2 separate regions of the Rattus norvegicus genome follow, and region 1 is linked to region 2. The links are chromatin contacts, called in public Hi-C maps. All regions are on one chromosome and are shown on one strand. The core of a region is the stretch at or near the end of the contact, and the rest is flanking DNA. Distances in the headings are between cores, read along the strand shown.

Region 1 (3,934 bases), core at 607-3,106, 33 kb after region 2:
ACTTTGGGAGCACAAATTAATTCCTTATACCTTACTATGTGGTTTTAAGTTATCCATATTACATAAGAAACAGTAACAAAAATTCACAGTGTTGGGCTACATCTTTACCCAAGAGTCTTTGTTGACTATAGTCTTCAGAACCTATGGATCCTGAGATCTGTGGATTTTATACATTGACACATCTCCTGGGTTTGGGCAATGTAAGCAATGAATTCAAACTATTGGTCCAAGTCTGTGATCCTCTTAGGTTTTCTTCCAATTCTTTTTACTTTTGGTTGTGGAAACAATTAGAGACAGTTTGATGTCAATGTATCCAACCTCTTATTTGTAACAATAAGTAAAAAAAATAGTATACTTACTATTCTCAGTACCTGAGGGAGAAATGTTTGTAACCAGTTCTTTCTATTTAGCATAGATAGACAATAGGATGGGAGATTCACTTGCTTTTGACAAATGTGGAGGCTTAACAAACTCCTTTTTATTGTCAGTTTCTGCTTTGTTGTCTTTGACAAATAGCTGAGGGATCTGCAGACTTTATGGAAGACAGGAAAATCCACGCATGCTGTTCTTCTCTTGCCCTGGTCATTATAAATGAGCACAGCATGGCTAATACCTACTGATGGCTAAACACTGTTCTAAACACTTCATGTATTTACCACTAATCCATAACCATCCTGGACAGGCCTTGCTATTGCAGGTAGGAAAGAAAGAGCTGGCTCAAGCCACATGCCAGCCAAGAAATGTTAGCTTGCCTAAGGCCACACATAGGAAGCCCAGAGCTAGAATTCAAATACAGCTCAACTGTAGGTCAGTGCTCTTTCTGCTCCAACGCGCTGTAGAAGCTTCTAGAGAAGATGCCCTCCACCTTTTTTTTTTTTTTTTTGCACAAATGAAGGTTAAGAAGCACATTCTAGTGTCACGGAGTCATGTTGGCAGTGCCTGAACAGACAGACAGACCTTGGGAGACACAGATAGAACTGCTATAGTTCCCTCGGCTCCCTGCCATTCCCCACACACAGCAACTCCCCAAACCCTGCAAAGCAGACATTTAGGGAGACACGAATTGCAAATACATTTTATAGAAACTTACATAATGTTAAAGGCAACCGTCATTATCCACATCAAAGAATGTAAAAGATAGTGAGGAAGGGAAGACCTCCCCTCCTCCAACCATCTCCCAGGTTTTTTGGCCCTGCCCTCCCATGAGAACTAGATGGGAATTGTATACGTTCTGAACATAGTGTCATATTGGGGATGCATTTCAAGCTAAAGCATTGTGTACGACTTGTAAAAAAAAACAAGGAGTTGCTGTATCACAATGCTGCACAATTCGCTCAGACATCGAGTCCCTAAAGCTGTGTAGACTGGCTTCGATATCGACATACGAACTATCGTATTATCTTCTGAGCAGTTCTCTGACTCGGGTCTTGGGTCCCAGCTGCTACAGTAGCAGGCAGCTGGAAATCAGTTTCCCCACACTCCATTTCCTGGTGGATATCATCAGCCTCATTGTTACAGAGAAAAGCATGGCTGGGCATGGTATGTGGTCCCAGTACTTAGGAGGTAGAGGCACGAGGGTTGCGAGTTCAAAACCAGCTTGGGAGAGAGGGCAGAGTAGAGGACGAGGAAAGAAAAGAAACAAAAGTGTTACAATAGGGGTTGGGGATTTAGCTCAGTGGTAGAGCACTTGCCTAGCAAGCACAAGGCCCTGGGTTCGGTCCCTAGCTCCGAAAAAAAAGGAAAGAAAAAAAAAGTGTTACAATAACCTCCTGACCCTTGTACTCACACAGAACATAGCGATCACCAAGTAAGAAAACAACAAGCGGCTTTCCAAACTGCAGTGCAAATAGCTTTTCATTCTGTTTCGTTTGGTCGGTTCACATTTTGGAGAGTCTCCCTGTTTAGCCTAGACTAGCCTCAGAGTCATGATCCTTTTACCTCAGGTTCCCAAATGCTGGGATTACAGGTGTGCAGCACCATGCCCAGCTGTACACTTAGCTTTTTAGGTCCCAAATTATCCCACAGCAGTTCTGCTTTTAAAAGAAAATGCCTAAAGAAGACAGAGAAATTACTAGCAGTGACATTAAAGGTGTCAGTGGGGGCAGGGATGAGGGATCCTTTTCCTAAACCTCTTCTGCATAAAGATTCTGGAGAGCCAGCTCAGTGGTTAAAGCACTGGCTGCTCTTCAGAAGACCTGGGTTCAATTCCCACCACCCACATGGCAACTCACAACTGTCTGCAACTCCAGTTCCAAGGGATCCAACATCTGTCCTTGGCAGGCACCAGGGCATAAGTGGTGCACAGGCACTTATACGGGCAAAACACCCATACACATTAAAAAATTAAATAAAAAGGATTCTGGACATCTGATGGTTTTCTTACCCCCATCCCTCACTTCTCTTCTTGAAACACAGTTTAGAAAGGTCTGAGGGTCTGTTCTTCATGTTAAAAAATGACAAGTTGCTGGCTGGTAAGATGTCATAGTGAGTAAAGGTGGATGGGTACCCATATCCCACATGACAGAGGAAGAAAAAACTCCTTCAAGTTGTCCATTGACTTCCACATGCACTTTGGGGCACTTGTGTACACAAACACACATAGAGTCACATACCACACTCACACACAGACATATACACAGACACACATACATGAACAGACATACATATTATAAACACACACACACTCACACACACTAATACACACAGACACACACACAGATACATACATACACACACTTGCACACACACACACACAAATACTTGAGATTTTTAAAAGAAAAATTTAAAATGACACATATTGAACTTGAGAGGAACTGAGTGTTTGAAGTCTAAGCTGAGAAGCCATGCAGGAGTTCCAGGTTTTGACACAGGTCAGATCTGACGTGACAGGGTGGACTCGTGCCTTGGCCCTCTTCACTTAACCTTAGTCCTCGTAAGATTCTGCTAATCCCTCTCTCCCTCAGGTGTGAGGTGGGCACAGACACCTGGTCTCAGTGCAACGACACGCCTGTGAAGTTTGCTCGGTTTCCAGTCACTGGTTTGATAGAAGGTCGTTCCTACATATTCCGAGTCCGTGCTGTGAATAAAACTGGAATAGGCTTGCCATCTCGAGTTTCTGAGCCCGTGGCTGCTCTGGACCCAGCTGAGAAAGCCAGACTTAAAAGTAAGTCGTTTTAATTTCTCTGCAGCTTTTCTGAAAAAACAAAACCAAAACAAAACAATCACACCACCACCACCACCACCAAAACCCAAAACAAAACCAAGAAACCTGTGGTAGCTGTCACTGCAAGTAATTCCTCTCCCGTCCACTAGAGGGAGACAAGAATAAGAAATCCTTTCTGATCAGAAAATCCCGTGATTGGGGTGAGCCCAAGAGCATAAAAAGTAATTTGTTTTTTTTTTTCTTTAAAACCCTCATTTTATTTTATCTTTTTAAAAACATTACTCAGAAAAGTGTATCTGTATTCTAAACATGATGTGAGGAATGAAATATGGGAGCAAACAGCTTGAAGATCTTTTTTTATCCACATTATTAATATATTCCAAATATGACCTCATTTATGGTTCGAAGTGAATTTCTTGACCTTGAGGTCTTCATCAAAGCACTAATATTGAACCCCTGTGAGCTTTTCTGTGTTGGTTAAAAAGCAAATTTGAGTTTCCATTTAGATAATATAAAATAATCTTGGGCTGTCAAGATGACTCAGCCGGGAAAGGCTCCTGCTGCCAAGCCGGACTATCTGAGTTCAATGCCCAGGACCTCCGTGGTGAAAGGAGAGTTCTGACCCCTGTACTCTGACTTCCATATGTACCATGTGGCATCTGTGTAATCACATGCACCGACAACAATAAAGACATACATGCACACACATACACACAATTAAAATATAATACAAAATCTATAAAAGTAATAATCATTTTACCTATTTACATC
Region 2 (4,015 bases), core at 460-2,959:
ACACTGTAGCTGTCTTCAGACACAACAGAAGAGGGCATCAGATCTCATTATGGATGGTTGTGAGCCACCATGTGGTTGCTGGGATTTGAACTCAGGACCTCTGGAAGAACAGTCAGTGTTCTTAACCGCTGAGCCATCTCTCCAGCCCAGACAGAGTATTTTAATTAGATGCACATGCCTGCTTATTTCTGAGTTCCTAGAATGTTTCCAGAGAATGATTTCTGGCCTTCGACTCCGCCCCCCTCTCCATGGTGCAGCTGGCTATAGATAGAATACATGCCTGCCTGGATACTTGTCTAAAATCTACTAAATGTAGACTTATTAACAGAGCTATGACTTAGTATTATTCATGTGCAAAGAGATAAACCTAGACACAGCCACAGACGGAGCACGCTCAATGTGATTGATCTGATTAATTAACTTCCAGGAGCACAGGAAACTTCGTGATCTGAGTCAGTAATACATAATAATCAACACAACTTCAATAGGTAAAACACCTACATAGCTTTATGTGTGGCAGCTTTACCTTCTACTCAGAAACTGAGAGATGAGACAAGGAACCTCACCAAAATTTAGATATGACTCAAGTCCCAAGAAATTAATAAACCCTTATCTAGGTTTTTAGAGTCAAAGAAGCTTAAAGTCTACACACTTTACTCTTCTGGAATCACTTTTCAGCTTAATGTTTGATGTATTAAATGTTAGACTCTGGTTTCATGGATCACAATGAAATAGACTGATTATTCTTTTCAAATAATGGCACTGATTATTAGTACGTGGTTCTTCAAAAATGTATTCCTAGTTTAGTTTTGTTTTCTAGTTTCAGTAGATAATTTGGAAGCTGAACATAGTTGCATGCACCTGTAATCTCAATATTTGGGAGGAAGAAATATGAGGATCACCGTGAGAGTGGGCCAGCCTAAGATATATCAGGATCCTGTCTCAGTCAATCATTCAGTAAATAACTTGACATTACTAAGTCATCTAGTCAAATGGTTATTTAATATCTACTTCACACACTTTGTAAGAAACACTTAGCTAGTTGTGGTTATACATGGCTTTATTACAGTACTCAGAGTGCAAAGGTGGGCAGATCTCTGAGTTCTGGGCTAGCCTGGTTTACATAGTGTGTTCCAGGATAGCCTGAAATCTTGTCTCAGATTTTAAAAGGAAAGAAATAATGAGTTGAATAAGATTTAGAAAGGATAAAAATGTAGCAACCTTGCATTTCCTATGTAATATTGTATAATGTGTAGCAACATAGTACTTTTTATTAAGCTTTTTAATATAAAATATTAAATGGGAGCTAATGCTATTGCCACCAATCTTTAGCATCTAATGTAACTATTAAAACTCAGCTACTATGATTCACCTGTAAGACTAGGATAATCTTATTTGGGGTATGTTCTGTATAATACGTTCATATTTGTCTTCCAGGAAAAAGGAACAAACAAAAATAATGGGGCATCCTAACTTCTATTGCAACCAATCATGGAAAAATGAATTTGCAAAAAATTTGCTCATAGAAACAATAATGAAAAAATAGAGTAAAAATAGAAGGGTAACGAGAAACTTCCACTGTTCTCGAAGTCAGGAAGGCAGCGATACACTTGATACCAGGGATTGTTTTGTGTAGCAATGGAGTAAAGAGGTAGAAGCAAATCCAGCTTTAAACTCAGTTTCAGCACAGGCTGTACTTTGTGACCTGAGGTATAAAGTGCACTCCTCTTGCTGGACATCAGCCAGGGACAAATTTCACTCTGGCTTCCAATGGGTAAGCAATCCACAAGCTTGATTTCAAGATTCTAACCTTTAGCTTTAAACCCACACCATGGAAACGAGCTAGCTTTCACCCTGAGTTGCAGACTCAGGGAGGACAAGGTGTTTGATACCTTGATACCTCCATGAGATCTCATCAGATCAATGGCAGTGCCCACCTGGCACGCACAGCACAGTTAATAGACAAGGCGCACAAATATTCATGGGTTTGTGCTTAACGTCTACTCAGAAAACTGGGTCCCTGTCTACCCTGGAAATCCTTGACCCTTATTGTTTTGTTCAGCACCACTTGCTTTCTGTGCCACCCAGCTTTATACTGTGTGCATCTCTGGCCTGTGTTCTGCTTTTGATATAGGTAATTCTTTTTGCTTTTATAAATGTTAAAAACAATTATTTATTCCTTGTGCGTGTGTGCGTGTGCTTGTGTGTGCGTGCGTGCATGCCTATAGAAGTCTATGTATGTGCACCATGTGCACAGAGAAGTGCTCTCAAAGGCCAGAGGGCATTAGATCTCCTGAGCTAGAGATACAGATGGGAGTGAGCCACCATCTGAGTGTTGATAAATAAAACCCAGTCCTCTGCGAGAGCAGTAAGTGCTCTTTAATTCTTTCTCTCCCTCCCTGCCTCTCTCCCCCCTCTCTTTCTTCTTTTTTTTCTTTTCTTTTTAAGACAGGGTTTATCTGAGTAACTGGTACAACCTCTGGCTGTCCTGGTACAACCTCTGTGGAACAGACTAGTCTCAAACTTAGAGATTCTCCTGCCTCCGCTTTCAGAGTGCTGAGATTAAAGACCTGCGTTCAGTGTTAACCTCTTAGCAGCACAGCCTTCTCTCCAGTATCTCCAAACTTTACCATTAGGCAACAGCCAAGGCTTGAATGATTTTTACTGGGCAGCTTGCTATTTCCTGAGAAATAAACACTCAGAGGCTTCACCTTCTTTTCAAAAACTGTCCAGAGCAGGAGCTTTAAATATCTTATTTTCTTTTAGAGTTGAAGTCCACAGGAGAAAACTAAGTACAGAGAATCCCCACACAACCCTGTCTTGTTGACATCCTTCATCCTCATAGTCAACAAGGAGTTTTCAATCTTCAGCCTACACATTGGCTTCTGGGACCTATGTACTTGACTTCATCAAGTTATCTGTATGAAAAATACATTTTATTTAATTCAACAACTACATAAGTTAAGGCTATATTTTATTTTGTTAATTTTTTTACTTTCTATTGTTTCCTATTTCCCTAGTGAAGATTTTAAGTTTGAGGGGGAAAAGCCATGAAATCTCTATTACCATTTTCCCCTAGTGTCTGTCTAGAGTATATTTACATAATCTGTAATCCTTCTAACTTTCATTCATTCCTAAAGGGGAAGGATAATAACACTAGAAACCCAAGGTTCCAGGGAAATTCCTCTAGGGTATGGTCTCCACTGTCTGCTTTGTCTACAGTATCTTAAATGCAGTCTGTGTTCTGTCTAATGTTAGGCATCTTATTTCAGACTCACAGATTCCAGTCTGCTATTAGAAGATTATTCATCCAGGTTGAGTCCTCAAACCAAGAGAGCCAAGCGGAGCCTTCTGTCGGGAGAGGAGACTGGAAACCTGTCAGGCAACTACATGGTGCCTATTTACTCTGGACGGTGTGTGTACTTTCTCTTCCTGCGTGGAATTGTTATAAGTGAGGAGTCAATAGCAGCTAACATTTATTGAGGACTTACTAGATACTGGTTTACAAACGACGTAGGAAGCCTGGAGCCCACACTGAGAAAGATGGGCTCGTTGGAATCAAGGCATTCCATTTCCAGATGCTTTTGTCATCTATATATACATATATATATATTATATAGGATACATGACAAAGAAAAGTGGTTTGGGGGCTGGGGATTTAGCTCAGTGGTAGAGCGCTTACCTAGGAAGCGCAAGGCCCTGGGTTCGGTCCCCAGCTCCGAAAAAAAGAAAAAAAAAAAAAAAAGAAAAGTGGTTTGGACATAACGTTTATCTAGTCAGTTGACATGGGAAGTAGAGCTTTAGTTATGAGTAGTGAAATACGATTTAAAGTCAATTCATAGAAAGTAAAAGAGTTTCAAAGCTATAAAGTGTAAAGGAGGTAAGGATGTGGAAGGGTGAAGGAAGGAGAGTAAGAAAGGACCATAGAGGCAGGAATATGATCAAAATGTATACAATGTATAGTGTATGTATACAATGTCAACAACAAAATTACTTTGTAGAATTAGTATACTCT

The links. A called contact is a pair of places that touch in the nucleus more often than the background predicts.
Region 1: a Hi-C map of liver shows a contact between it and region 2, with 3 times the contacts expected there. The contact joins two enhancer-like sites. A contact is called at or near these places in 5 of 12 Hi-C or Micro-C datasets (Schwann cells, kidney, liver and 1 more).

What each region holds. Positions count from the first base shown.
Region 1 is chr9:118,410,320-118,414,253 of GRCr8, forward strand. It overlaps Myom1 (myomesin 1), which reads left to right. Exons shown (of 37, transcript NM_001191584.1): 11 at 2,964-3,163. Among named protein-coding and RNA genes, the nearest start is that of Myom1, 45 kb to the left of the region's middle. Within about 2 kb of position 1,857, at least 1 of the 93 cell types and tissues checked has an H3K27ac peak or open chromatin away from gene starts, as enhancers often do. A contact at or near this core is called in liver, where this site is marked.
Region 2 is chr9:118,377,457-118,381,471 of GRCr8, forward strand. It overlaps Myom1 (myomesin 1), which reads left to right. Exons shown (of 37, transcript NM_001191584.1): 2 at 3,273-3,413. Among named protein-coding and RNA genes, the nearest start is that of Myom1, 12 kb to the left of the region's middle. Within about 2 kb of position 1,710, at least 5 of the 93 cell types and tissues checked have an H3K27ac peak or open chromatin away from gene starts, as enhancers often do. A contact at or near this core is called in liver, where this site is marked.